2 separate regions of the Mus musculus genome follow, and region 2 is linked to region 1. The links are chromatin contacts, called in public HiChIP or PLAC-seq maps. All regions are on one chromosome and are shown on one strand. The core of a region is the stretch at or near the end of the contact, and the rest is flanking DNA. Distances in the headings are between cores, read along the strand shown.

Region 1 (5,932 bases), core at 1,521-4,020:
AGTTTTTTGCATAATCATGGGGATATGGCCTGTAGCTTTTCTTTGTTGTTTTGACTTGATTTATTTTAGAATCAGATAGTACTAATCTCATAGAACCCACTGGGAATACTCTCTCTCTCTCTCTCTCTCTCTCTCTCTCTCTCTCTCTCTCTCTCTCTCTCTCTTTCTCTCTCTAACAGATTCTGAAAATGTGGAGGATTAGTGTTCCTTTTTCCTTGCTAGTTTGGTGGAATTCCTAAATGAGGCCATCTTCTCGATTAAATAATTGGTTTAATCTCTTCTCTTGCTGTGACTATTCAGACAGTCTACTTCTCAGTTCAGTTTTGGTAACTTGTGTCTGTGTAGGAATTTGTTCATTTTATCTAGATTATGATTTTATTGGTCTATGTATTTTGGAGTTTGTTGTTTGATTTCTATGTTTGTGTCTTTCCTAAAGTCCCTGCTGTTGTTGATTTCTAATATCATTCCGTTGCAGTTGGAAACTATGTTGAGTTATTTTAAATATACTAATGTTTATTTTATGATTTCACGGATGGTGGTCCTTCATGGAGAGTAGCCCATGTACTTGAGAAGACTGTATGTTTTGCTATTGTTGGCCAGAGTGTTCTATACGTATCATTTGGATTTAATTGGTTTATAATGCTAGGCTGCTCAAGTTTTCTGTCTTTTTGTTAGTTTTCTGTTGTTGTTTCTCCCCTTGTTGGGCGTGAAGTATTGAAGTTTTCAAATATTTTTTGACTGTCTATATTATGTTCACTTATTATATAGTTTATTTAAAGTATCTTAGAACTCCATGGTTTGGGATTTTATTTTATTTTATTCAATGTGTGTGTGTGTGTGTGTATGTGTCTTTGCGGTATATGCAAATGCACACGAGTGAGTGGGTGAGGACACCCATTCTGTGGGCATGTGTATAATACATGTATTGGGTGTTTTCCTCTTTTGCCTTTTATATTAATTATTTGAGGTGTGTGTGTATGTGTGTGTGCTCGCTGAACCTGGGGCTACATTACCATTTTGGCTAGATTGACCTGCAAGTCCACAAAGCTACAGATGTATACAGTCACAGCAGCTTTTCTGTAAGTGCTGTCCATCTGAACTCAAGTCTGTAAGTTTCCACAGGCAACACCTTAACCCACTCAGCCATCTCTCCAACATGTCTTATCTTCAGAGACACAGTCTCCTTCTATGACCCATGCTGCTCTTGAACTTTTGAACCTCTGGTGCCTCAGTCTTCCAAGTCTACAATTACAGGCGTGTTCTGTCATATACAGCCTGATTTGTGAATTTTCAAGGTGGTAATGTTTCAGGAAATGTGAATACCTCCAGACATGCACTTACACAGTTAATGTGCGTTCACATACCCACCCACAGGCTCCATTAAACAGCCTGTTCTGCCTTCTGTGTCTTCTCCAGAAACATCCAGGAGACAGTTAGGCAACAGTTCAACACGCTGCCAGCTAAGCACTAAGACATTCTCTGTTTGAATTAGACAGGTTGGAGCAGAGGAGCAGAGAAGTGGGCGGAGTGGAAGGCAGAATTACAGTCTCTTTCTTTTACATGGAAAATTGTATTGCAGCACCCATGGATAAGGGAGGAAAGAATTACCTTAATGGTCCAAAAAGGTAGAAAGCTGTTTGAACTTGTATGTTTTCTAAGTTATTTGGGGGACCTTAAATAACACACACACACACACACACACACACACACACACACTCACTCACACAAACTCACACATATTCACAATTCACACATACTACACACACACTCACACGCACACACATACCCCACAAATACACAAATATAACCACTGTTATCCATGAATTCACATATCTATGAATGTCTAGTAATTGATATATTTATCTTTCATGATTCTCCTCAGTAGAGTATAAATGCATTCTAAACATTTCTGGTAAAAACAATTCCATGGTTATTTTAACATTTCTTGTACAGATTTATATTTCCAAGTAATACTTCTTGAGATGTTGGACTTGTTGAATTTAGTATTTCATTTCTTTTCAATTTATCTCCTTGACTCAAGAAGTGGCTGCCAGTCCAATAGAAATTTTTAAAAGTATTGTTATTGCTCACATTAACTTCTAAGAGATATTGTGTAATTTTGAGGTTAAAGTACTTGCTTCTGTTATAAGAAACACACTAGTGGTTTCCAAAATGATATCCTGTCCTGGGCTCCAGTTCCCTTGTAATATTGTGGAGAAAGTCATGCTAAAAGTCTATTAAGTCTACTTCATGTGGGATGAGAAAATGAATTCATCTTCATTTTTTTTAAAAAAAATGGGCAATGCATGTATCCAGTTCATTAAAAGACAAAGGATTTCTATAATTTGGAGAGAAACTAGAATTTGTACCCAGATCACTAAAACCAACCAGCCAACCAACCAAAAACCCCACCTCTCATTATGAAAGTGAAAGGGCTAGTTAGAAGGCATAAAGCAATCAGAAATGAAGTCAGGAGAAGGAAGGGCAATAGAAAATAAACATGTGCAAAATATTTCATCTATGTGTATGAAATGTCACGGTGAAACACATTATTATGTGTGATTAAGTATGTTCCCATAAAACAAAAATGTATATTGATTAAATATGCCATACCAACAATGGTCATGATCCCATTTTATCCCATTTCAAATTATTTATCAAAAAGATCTTCACAAATCTTCCTTAACCATTTGTTTTCAATGCATAGCTAGATGCAGGTGTGGCACTCATTTTAAAGTGGGGAATTTTACTGAGGTAATGCATGGTGAGTCATGTCACAAGGTCAGACATGCCCTAGAGGACAAAACTGGGTTGTCATTTTAACACATTTTGCTTTAAGGTGTTAATAAAAAAATCATAAAACTTCAGAGAGCACAATGAAAAAGTGTCTATATTTTATTTGCTCTTTGGATTGAAGAATTTTGATGTCCATCAAGAAAGAACCCAATGTAGTCAGGCATGGTGGCATATGCCTTTATCACCATTACTTGGGAAGCAGAGAGAGGTGTGTCTTTGCCAGTTCAAGACCATCTTGATCTACATAGATATTTTCAGGCCAACTTGGGTTACAGAGAGGCCCCATTTCAAACAAACAAACAACTCCAAAATACAAAACAACAACAACAACAACCAGTCCAGTGTGATTGTGGTTGAACAACTGATAAGCTAATGGATTTAGAGAGGTCTGGTCTAAGTCCAGTGAAATAGTCAGGCCAATAGAGATTTACACATTTCTAAATCAGGCCTATCATTCAATTTTATGATGGGAAGTTGCCAAAGCAGGGCTGAGTCTGAAAACCTGACTGGGACTGGGGCTGGCCAGAAATGAAGAGCGACAGACCCAAACAACATTGAGTGCTGGTATTGGGTGGGCTGTGCCTCTGTGTCTGAGTGGAAATGCACCAGCAGCCTGGATACTCAGCAAGTTTACAACATACAGCATGCTCGAGGAGGCAGGTTAGCTAAATGGGTACTTCTTACCCATACTGCCTCTGGCTACAGGCCAGCTGTTGGTCAGTGTTGCAGAGGAAGGCCTCAGCATTCCCATGATTCATGCCCAGGTCAACAGTATCCATTTGCCTTGGACTTCATCTGCTCTCCACAGGAAATATTCTTATTTGGCACCTGAACTCAGGGTCCAACACAGTGATAAAGCAGTTACCAAACAGAAAAGGGCCCTGAGTTCGCTCCTTAGCACAGTAGTAGTAATAATAATAATAATAATAATAATAATAATAATAATTATTATTAATAGTACTATCAACCCCGAAACATATAAAATAAAAGGAGGGATGTCAGGTCAAAGGTAAGACTGGGGATCCTTGAAAATCAGGGTCAATTAGTTTATGGGGTCAGGAAAATCAATTCCATATTTCCACCAGACTATGAAATGCTTTAAGTCCTCACATCACATTTTTAAATTTTTTATCCAATTATAATTTCCCAGCTTCTATCCTCATTACATGTTTCGGTGACCAAACCAACCATATTTATTATATCTCGTTTCTGTAATTCCCAAAGTGAAACGTAACAGAAGACTTCAATTTGATACATTCCAGAGGGCTCTGTCCTCACTTTTACTTTGCATGTTACATAAGCAGTCCTTCTCAGGCCTTAGGAAGTCAACTCCATGGGACAGTTTTTTTTTTGATAGAGGAAGTACCAACCCCCCTTTCAAGACACCACTGAGTTTTAAAAGGTTCCTGGCCAGGGATAGATCGTACGATAAGGGAAAGTTTCCTTAGTGCACTGTAGATAACTCCCCTCTAACTTCCCCTGAAGAAGCGAGAGTAGCGATAAGCACTTGGGCAGGTCCACCCTAGGGCGATGTTAAAGGCAGAGGAAAGGATTCCTGGGAACGACCTCTGTAGTGAAGAATGCTACTGGGTCTTTGAAACTGTTGAGAAATAGACTGTGCTTTGGTTTAATGTTATACCTTTTAGATTCGAGACTTGGCCAAAATCATCTCTCGACACATCACAGTTATGGCTGCTTTTTACTCCCGTGACTTCTCTGGGCTGTGTAAATATTAAATATTAATTTCCTATGGTTTAAAATCGAGTGCATTTGTGGCCCTAACTTTGTGGCATTGGTGTAAAGGCCAATGAACAACCTGGTTAACTCAAAGCCTATGCATATATAGAGGAAAGATGCCTCCTTTACAAAACCTTCAGCTACACGGGCATGCCTGTCATGCTAGGAACTGAGTTCGGGCAACCACTAGGTGTCACTATACACAGGTCTTGGGGTTTGTAGACACCAAGGTACCAAGATACCAAGATCACTTGTGTTCCTTGGTGAAGCTGTTCTTCCTTGTCGAAGATACAGAGATAAATTAGATTTAATCCCACCTCCTTCATGAGAAAAAATATTTACTTTTTGTTTGTATCTCAAAGAAAACCCTTTGCCACTCCACTTCTCATGGGCGTTTTGCTGTCTCTTGATCTCACAAGAAAGGCTGTGAACTTGAGATAGGTTGAGAATCCTTTTCTCTAGGTAGCACAGGCTCAAGTTTAGCTTCCCTCAAGGTTATTAAGATGCTATTTAGATGGATGTGTTCCACGGAGCTTCTTAACTGTTCATTAGCGTGAAATTGAGTCATGTGACTACGTCAAGTTAAAGTTATATTATCACTGTGTCTCTTTGAAAGAGAGTGTGGATCCAGGGTACGTGGGTTTTACTAATACAGAAGAAGGAGAGAGAGGCAGGTCTTGGCTGGGTCCAATGAGTTCTCTGGGGGATGGGTGGGAGTTTATCATGTATGAGATCAGTCTGAGTTACAGTTACACCCAAAGAGACAACAGAACTAACTGGGCATGATCAGAAGAAGGGAATGTAGAGACGGTCAGTTTTTCAGGGTGGGCAAGAGGGATGATTTTATATATCCTTGATCAAGTTAATTTCTTCATAATCATCTACAGGTGATCTGTTCCCTCTCATCTGACTTGGTTAACCAATATGAAGATAATTTGGGATCTATGTCATGAGATAGTTTACAATGTGCACAAGAAGGACAGAGTGATATTTGATGCATCCACCATCCACTGGCTATGATCACTATTCCTACAAATGACCACTCTGGGTCAGATATGGAAAATGAAATATTGAAGCTTAATTAACTTTACCATGCTCTACTAGCCAAGAGGAAGCAGAGGTCAGGTTGAAACAGGTTAGCCCCTTCCTTCATTGTGAGGAGATAGGTCATTTGATGAAACCAGGACAAGTTCTCAGCAGGAGTTCACCAAGAGAGTATAGTGTTTCTAATTATTATGCAGTCATTATAAAGTGTGCCTTAGTTCTATCAGTACTTAACAGGAAAATTATCCCAGAAAGGGTAAAATATAAACTACCATGATGAAAAGGATTATATAGAATTATATAGGGAATTTTTTGGTATTATTATTGTTTTGTTTTGGGACAGGGTAATAATAGT
Region 2 (5,840 bases), core at 2,197-4,696, 290 kb before region 1:
GCACCAGGAACAAGCCGGAGGCCGTAATTGTTCAAGGGACAGTTGTCAGTGGTGGGACAGAGAGAAGGCAACTGTTTGCACCTGGCTCCACAGGCTACCAGTAAGTCTGCCTTTAATTGTATCCATTTTCTGATCCTGGAGGGATCCAGTGTCATCTAATTGTCTATTTGAGGGTAGGTGCTGTTAGGCAAAGCCTCTTACAATGGAAAACACAGGCTAATTAAACTAGGATTTATTGTATAGCCTACTTTTATATCTCGAAATCTTGACAGAGCCTTGTTATTATCACTAATAAAGAGCCCTGGCTATAAATTAGGGTGACTTCATGAGGCAGCACTTCCTTTAATATTGAAGAGTTGATAGGCTCTATTTAGAGCTGAGTTATGTAGCACACTAATCTTTCAGCGGCGGCGAGCTTTCCAATGCTCCGCTGACGTCACCGGATTGCCTGCTTGCAACAGGAATGAACACAAACACACTCGACTGAATACCCAACACAGCGAGGCCACAGCTGCACCTCCCAAATCTAAGCTTGAGACGGAGCCCCAGTCAGTTGCGGGGAACGAGAGCCGAGCGGTGGATCTCAGCTCTTAAAATGAATACATTCAGAGTAAGTCAGGAGCCGCCAAACCTCTACGCCCACAATTGCCAACTTCTTCCCTAGGGGAGGGTTTAGTGGCAGAATAAAAGAGCTTATTACACCTTCTCTGTAACCTATCTCTTGGCCACCTTTTGAGCTTCATGTCAACACTAAGCTTGGATTTTTCCCCCTCCCCAACATTTATTAAATTCACTTGTTAGTTGATTTTTTTAAAAAAAATATTAGCTTCTTTTAAGTATAAAGGGATTTTTAAAATCAGAACAAATGGGTCCCCTTGTCAAGACTAATCTTGTATCTTCTCATAGTTACAACCTACAAAGAAAAGCAGGCAGACTTAAATTACTTTATAGTGTAATTAATTTTCACGCACACATCCACAGACTCATGCAACTACTATCCAGATAGAGAAATAACATATTTATAGAATTCCAGATAGTTCTACTCCCTACTAACCAATACTGGGAATCATACTGACCCCTCTGTCCATGGTTTTCCCATTTTTAAACTCCATACAAATAGACTCACATCACACATAATTACTCTGTCTCGACACCATACTTGATAGTGTGTGTGTGTGTGTGTGTGTGTGTGTGTGTGTGTGTGTGTGTGTGTGTAAATTCGTGAATGTGGTGACAGCCGCAAAGGTTCACATTTCTCAGCTACTTAGCATTGTGTTGTGTGACCATGCTACAGCTTATTTATCCACCGATGGACCTCAGAGTCTCTAGCTTTGGGCTGTGGGTAAAGTTGCCATGAACTTTCTCATGCATGCGCTTGGTGCACAAAAGCACTTGTTATGATGAATTGCTGCAGCAGAAGGTCTGTGTGTGCTGACTGTGTGTGTTTCTGTGTATTTCTGTGTGTGTGTGTGTGTTAAGCTTTCTATTATTGGGCAAGGAATAATTGGGGTCAGAAAGACAAAACACGTGCGACTGATGTGATAGAATGCTTAATTGAATTACTCAAAATTGTTTGGTTATTTTCACTCTTTTCTAAAAGCAGTGAAGAATCCCGAGGAGAAATCACCTCCTCACATCTCCTAGGCTGGTCTCAGCTGAGAAAAGCAAGCAAGCACAAGCAGGAAGTGATGCTGGCACACCCTGAATGTTCACCAAGAGTACACAAAGTGTGCCATGTAGATACTATGAAGTATCATTCAGCTGCCGAAAGAAGCAGCCCCACCACATGCTACAAGATGAACTGTGACAGCTCTATGCTAATGGAACCCCAGGAAGACCTGCATTTTATGGTCCAATTTTCCCAAGTTAGTAATAGAACCTTGTGGGTTAGAGAGACCACGCTAACAGCGCTGGCTGCTCTTCCAGAAGACCCAGGTTCGATCCATAGCACCCACGTGACAGCTCACAACCACCTATAACTCCAGTTTCACGGGATCTGACTCCCTCCCTGGCCTCCCTGGGCACTGTGTGAATACTCAGACTCCTAGGAAGCAGAATAGTGGTGCCCAGGGGGAGGGAGAGAAAAAACAAAACCTTTGGGTAATGGTGAAGAGTCTTATATTTGCAAGGAGAGAAAGCTGTCAAGATAACTTCTACAAAACAAAAACCAACACTATGCAACATATTTGAAGTGGTTAAGAAAGAAATAAACACAGAAAAGGATATATTTTAGAGTTGGGAACCCTTTTAAAATGAAAGTATATGACATCACTTCCTTCCTCTCGTTCCTTCCCTCTCAACCCTTGAATGTTCTTCCCACTCTCAAACTCATGGCCTCTTTTTCTTTGACTATCACACACACACACACACACACACACACACACACACACACACACAGACACACACTACTGAATCCATTAGTACTGCTTCTATGTATATGATGCTACGGGGACCACTTGATACAGGATAAACTACTAGGGACCTTACTCCTGGGGAAGCTGAGTTCTCCCTTGGCATTTGCTATGGTTCTTTGTCTAGGGGTGGGGACCAGTGAGGTTCTCCCTTTCAGCATTAGCATGTCCATTAGTAGATGTTAATTTTGAAAACCAGAGAGGAAGAACAACACCCCATAATTTTAGCTGATAAATAGTCTTCTCTTACTTTTTGGCAAACTGGTCTTAAATGAGACGCAGTCGCTGTCTGCCAGATTCTTGTGTTTCAGATGCTGGAGGCAGGGGAATCGTGGTGGGGCGGGACAAGTGTGGCTCTCCGTAGAAGGGGCTTAGGGTCTGGGTAAGAGCCTTGAAGTTGAATAAACTTGCATAGTTATTGTTCAAGTGTGGAAGAACGTCATAGCACATTAAGTACCAGCTACTTCCTAGGTCTCTCTAACTGAATAAAGCTACCCCTGTCCCTCAGATGTTGCATGAAGCAAAGTCCTGAGTTGTAGCAACTCTTAAATAACCTTGAAGAAACATTCAGTTTGTGACAGTTTTCAGCTTGTCAATAGATATGATCGAGCATAAAGCCTCTTGGTAGCCGCTGAGCTGCAGCTGAAGCAGCCCCTGCAGAAGCCACCTCCATGGAGGATCAGCTGCCCACAGTTCCTGGCGGGGGCACCAGAGCCTTAGGAGCAATGCTGAGGCTTTCGGCACACATCATACCTTCCCCAAAATGGTCATGACTTGAGGTAAGCCGGAGAGCACGACAGGCATGTGACCTGTTGATGAATGGCAGGCTTTCCAGCCAAGAACATTATTGGATCTTTCTTGTCCCTGGATTCGGCTTCCTAACTTGACCTCACTTGAAAATAGAATGGGTTATTTAGAAGCTGAGACAGGATTTATTGCCACGGAATTTATGAATTAGCTTTTACCTCTACTGGGAGCTGAGCCTTTGGGTTAGTCTTAGGCAGGCTCTGACCTTGAGATACAGGCTGCCTGCCCTGCCCTTGACACAGGAAACAGTGTCTAACTTCAGGATACAGATCGGTGAGCTGCCTCCTTTCCACCACTTCCTAAATAGACCCAGAGAAAAACATTGTAACGATGAAAACAATAATTGTTTCTATCAGCCCTGTGGTCTCTGCTAAAGCAGATAATATGAATTACAATGTTATACACTTTCCATGGGTCTGAATACACTTATTTTTTGTTTCAAAGAAAGAGGGTGAAAATAATATTCTCTGAATTTAATTTTTTATTCCTTTCTGGTATTTTTTCTTCCCTCCCCTCCCTCCTTCCACCCCACTGCTTCTGTCTTCATATCAGTTGAGCTAGTTGGAAGAGCATTTATGAGTTTGGAGCTAGGAGAAGACCAACCTCTCCGTTCTGAGGAGCCATGGAACTCTAGGAAACTTCCCAGCCCTCAGTGTATCAGTTACCTCTCATTTCAGATAAAAAAAAAATGATGCCATTGGGCTGCTTAGGGTTTCCATAATGATGACACAAAATAGATGATAGATGGTAACTGCCACTTATAATTATTATGTTGGATTCTTACGGACAAGTTCTTATGGAGTAAGAAAGGAAAAACCGGCTCAGATTGCTATAAAACTATTGGAAGAGATGGTTGGAGGATTCAATGCACAGGAAAGGGGAATAGGGAAAGGGTATAATTACTTACATCAGTGTAGTAAGAAGATTGTTGTAGCAAATAAGCAGAATCCAGTGAACGCTCTCATATGACCTGCCGGTGTAAGCCCGTGTAAGCCACATAAACCCGTTCCTTTCCTAAGCTGCTTTTGCTCAGGGTGTTTTGCTAACCATGAACTTTATATAGTGTCTATGTTGGCAAGGCTAGTTTAAGAAATACAATTCTTTAAATAACATGGACAGAAAAAAAAGAGAGAAAGAAGAACTTTCCTGTGCAAGATTGGTCTAGTCAATACTCCAGCTTGGTTGGAGAGGGACCGGTGAGCTCTGACCCCTAGATGAGGAGCCACTGGCAGTTGGGGGCTTCTCAGGGAAGGACAGTCACTTTTTCTTAAGGGTATGACTCCTGGTAGGTCAACCAAAGTGCAGTGAATGACCTCATTCTCATGAGTATAGGATAAGGCCGGTCACAAAACAAACAAACAACAACAACAACAACAACAAAACCACACACAACCCAAAAGGACACAAAGTTGGGAAGGAGCAAAGGGGAATAGATCTAACAGAATATAATCAAAATATATCGTATGCACGTATGAACTTCTCAAAACATTAAAAACAAGTTGTATTTTTAAAAATGAGCTGAGATCATTCTCCAGGTGGACAGGCTGAGTTTCAAGAGCTTAAGCACCCTGCCTTTGGATACATATCCGGTGACAGAGCTGGGTCAGAACTGGTAGGTGTCCTGACTGGAGCCCATGGGTGGGCGGCCATCCTGCTTGAGCATCGAGCTTTTGAAATGCGACACCTTCAGAAAATGCCCAGAGATCTTTCATGCTGGAGGGAGGACAACTTTGTATTCACTTCAGGGATCATTTTTCACAGCTGGAATTCAAAGCATGTGAACACAGATATCGTTATCCCTGGTTCACAGATGGAAAGATCTGGACAAACACCGACTCCACACTGAGTGGCTTACGCAACCATCATGCCCATGCAAGCTGGAGTGTTGACCTGCTGCAGGTGCCTGCCTGCTTCCGGGACGCCTTTCAGCTTCCTTTCTCTTGCCTGTTGGTACATTCCTTGGTCATTTTCTCCCCACCAAAGGTAGAACCGACGAGGGGTAATGTTTGTTTCATTCCCCCTTTTAATGCATGGATGAACATTTAATAGTGTCTGCTTTAGTGCACTTTCTGCTTTGTGCCAAAACACTAACCAAAATCAACTTAGAAAAGGAAAGAGGTTTATTGGGCTTATACTTCCAGGTTGTGCTTTATCACTGAGGGAAACCAGAGCAGGAACTCAAGCAAAAACCGATACAAACAGCACAGGGGGATGCTGTTTACCGGCTCACACTTAGCTCATTTTCTTATATGGTCCATACCACCTACCTGGATATACTGCCACGCACAGTGAGCTGGATCCTCTGACATCAATTGTCAATCAGCCTGTCTCTCACAGACATGGCCCAATTTAGAACGATCTGGGCAATTGTCAGATGAGTTTTCTTCTAGGTTGGATCAAGTTGATCATAAGAGCAATCTCTGCCTAATACCCACCGGGTATTGACTCTAAATGAACACTAAACCAACCAACCAACCAACCAACCAACCAACCAAACAAACAAACAAACAAAAAACCAAAAAAACCCCAAACACTCCAAAATGTCTTCATTCATATATGCAGATTGAAGAGAGAATCAAGTCACCTATCTGGATTCTGATTCTGAGACCTAATTTCTATGTT

The links. HiChIP or PLAC-seq counts read pairs in DNA pulled down with a chosen protein or histone mark.
Region 2: a contact with region 1 is called in a CTCF HiChIP or PLAC-seq map of CD8 T cells, with 7 read pairs. The contact joins two enhancer-like sites. A contact is called at or near these places in 1 of 15 datasets of contacts at CTCF or cohesin (CD8 T cells), 1 of 484 Hi-C or Micro-C datasets (embryonic stem cells) and 5 of 115 datasets of contacts at active chromatin or transcription factors (CD8 T cells, a beta-TC-6 cell line, bone marrow-derived dendritic cells and 2 more).

What each region holds. Positions count from the first base shown.
Region 1 is chr17:78,162,274-78,168,205 of GRCm38.p6, reverse strand. No RefSeq gene overlaps it. Among named protein-coding and RNA genes, the nearest start is that of Gm32282, 35 kb to the left of the region's middle. Within about 2 kb of position 2,770, at least 9 of the 459 cell types and tissues checked have an H3K27ac peak or open chromatin away from gene starts, as enhancers often do. A contact at or near this core is called in CD8 T cells, where this site is marked.
Region 2 is chr17:78,449,012-78,454,851 of GRCm38.p6, reverse strand. No RefSeq gene overlaps it. Among named protein-coding and RNA genes, the nearest start is that of Gm32464, 12 kb to the left of the region's middle. Within about 2 kb of position 3,446, at least 32 of the 459 cell types and tissues checked have an H3K27ac peak or open chromatin away from gene starts, as enhancers often do. A contact at or near this core is called in CD8 T cells, where this site is marked.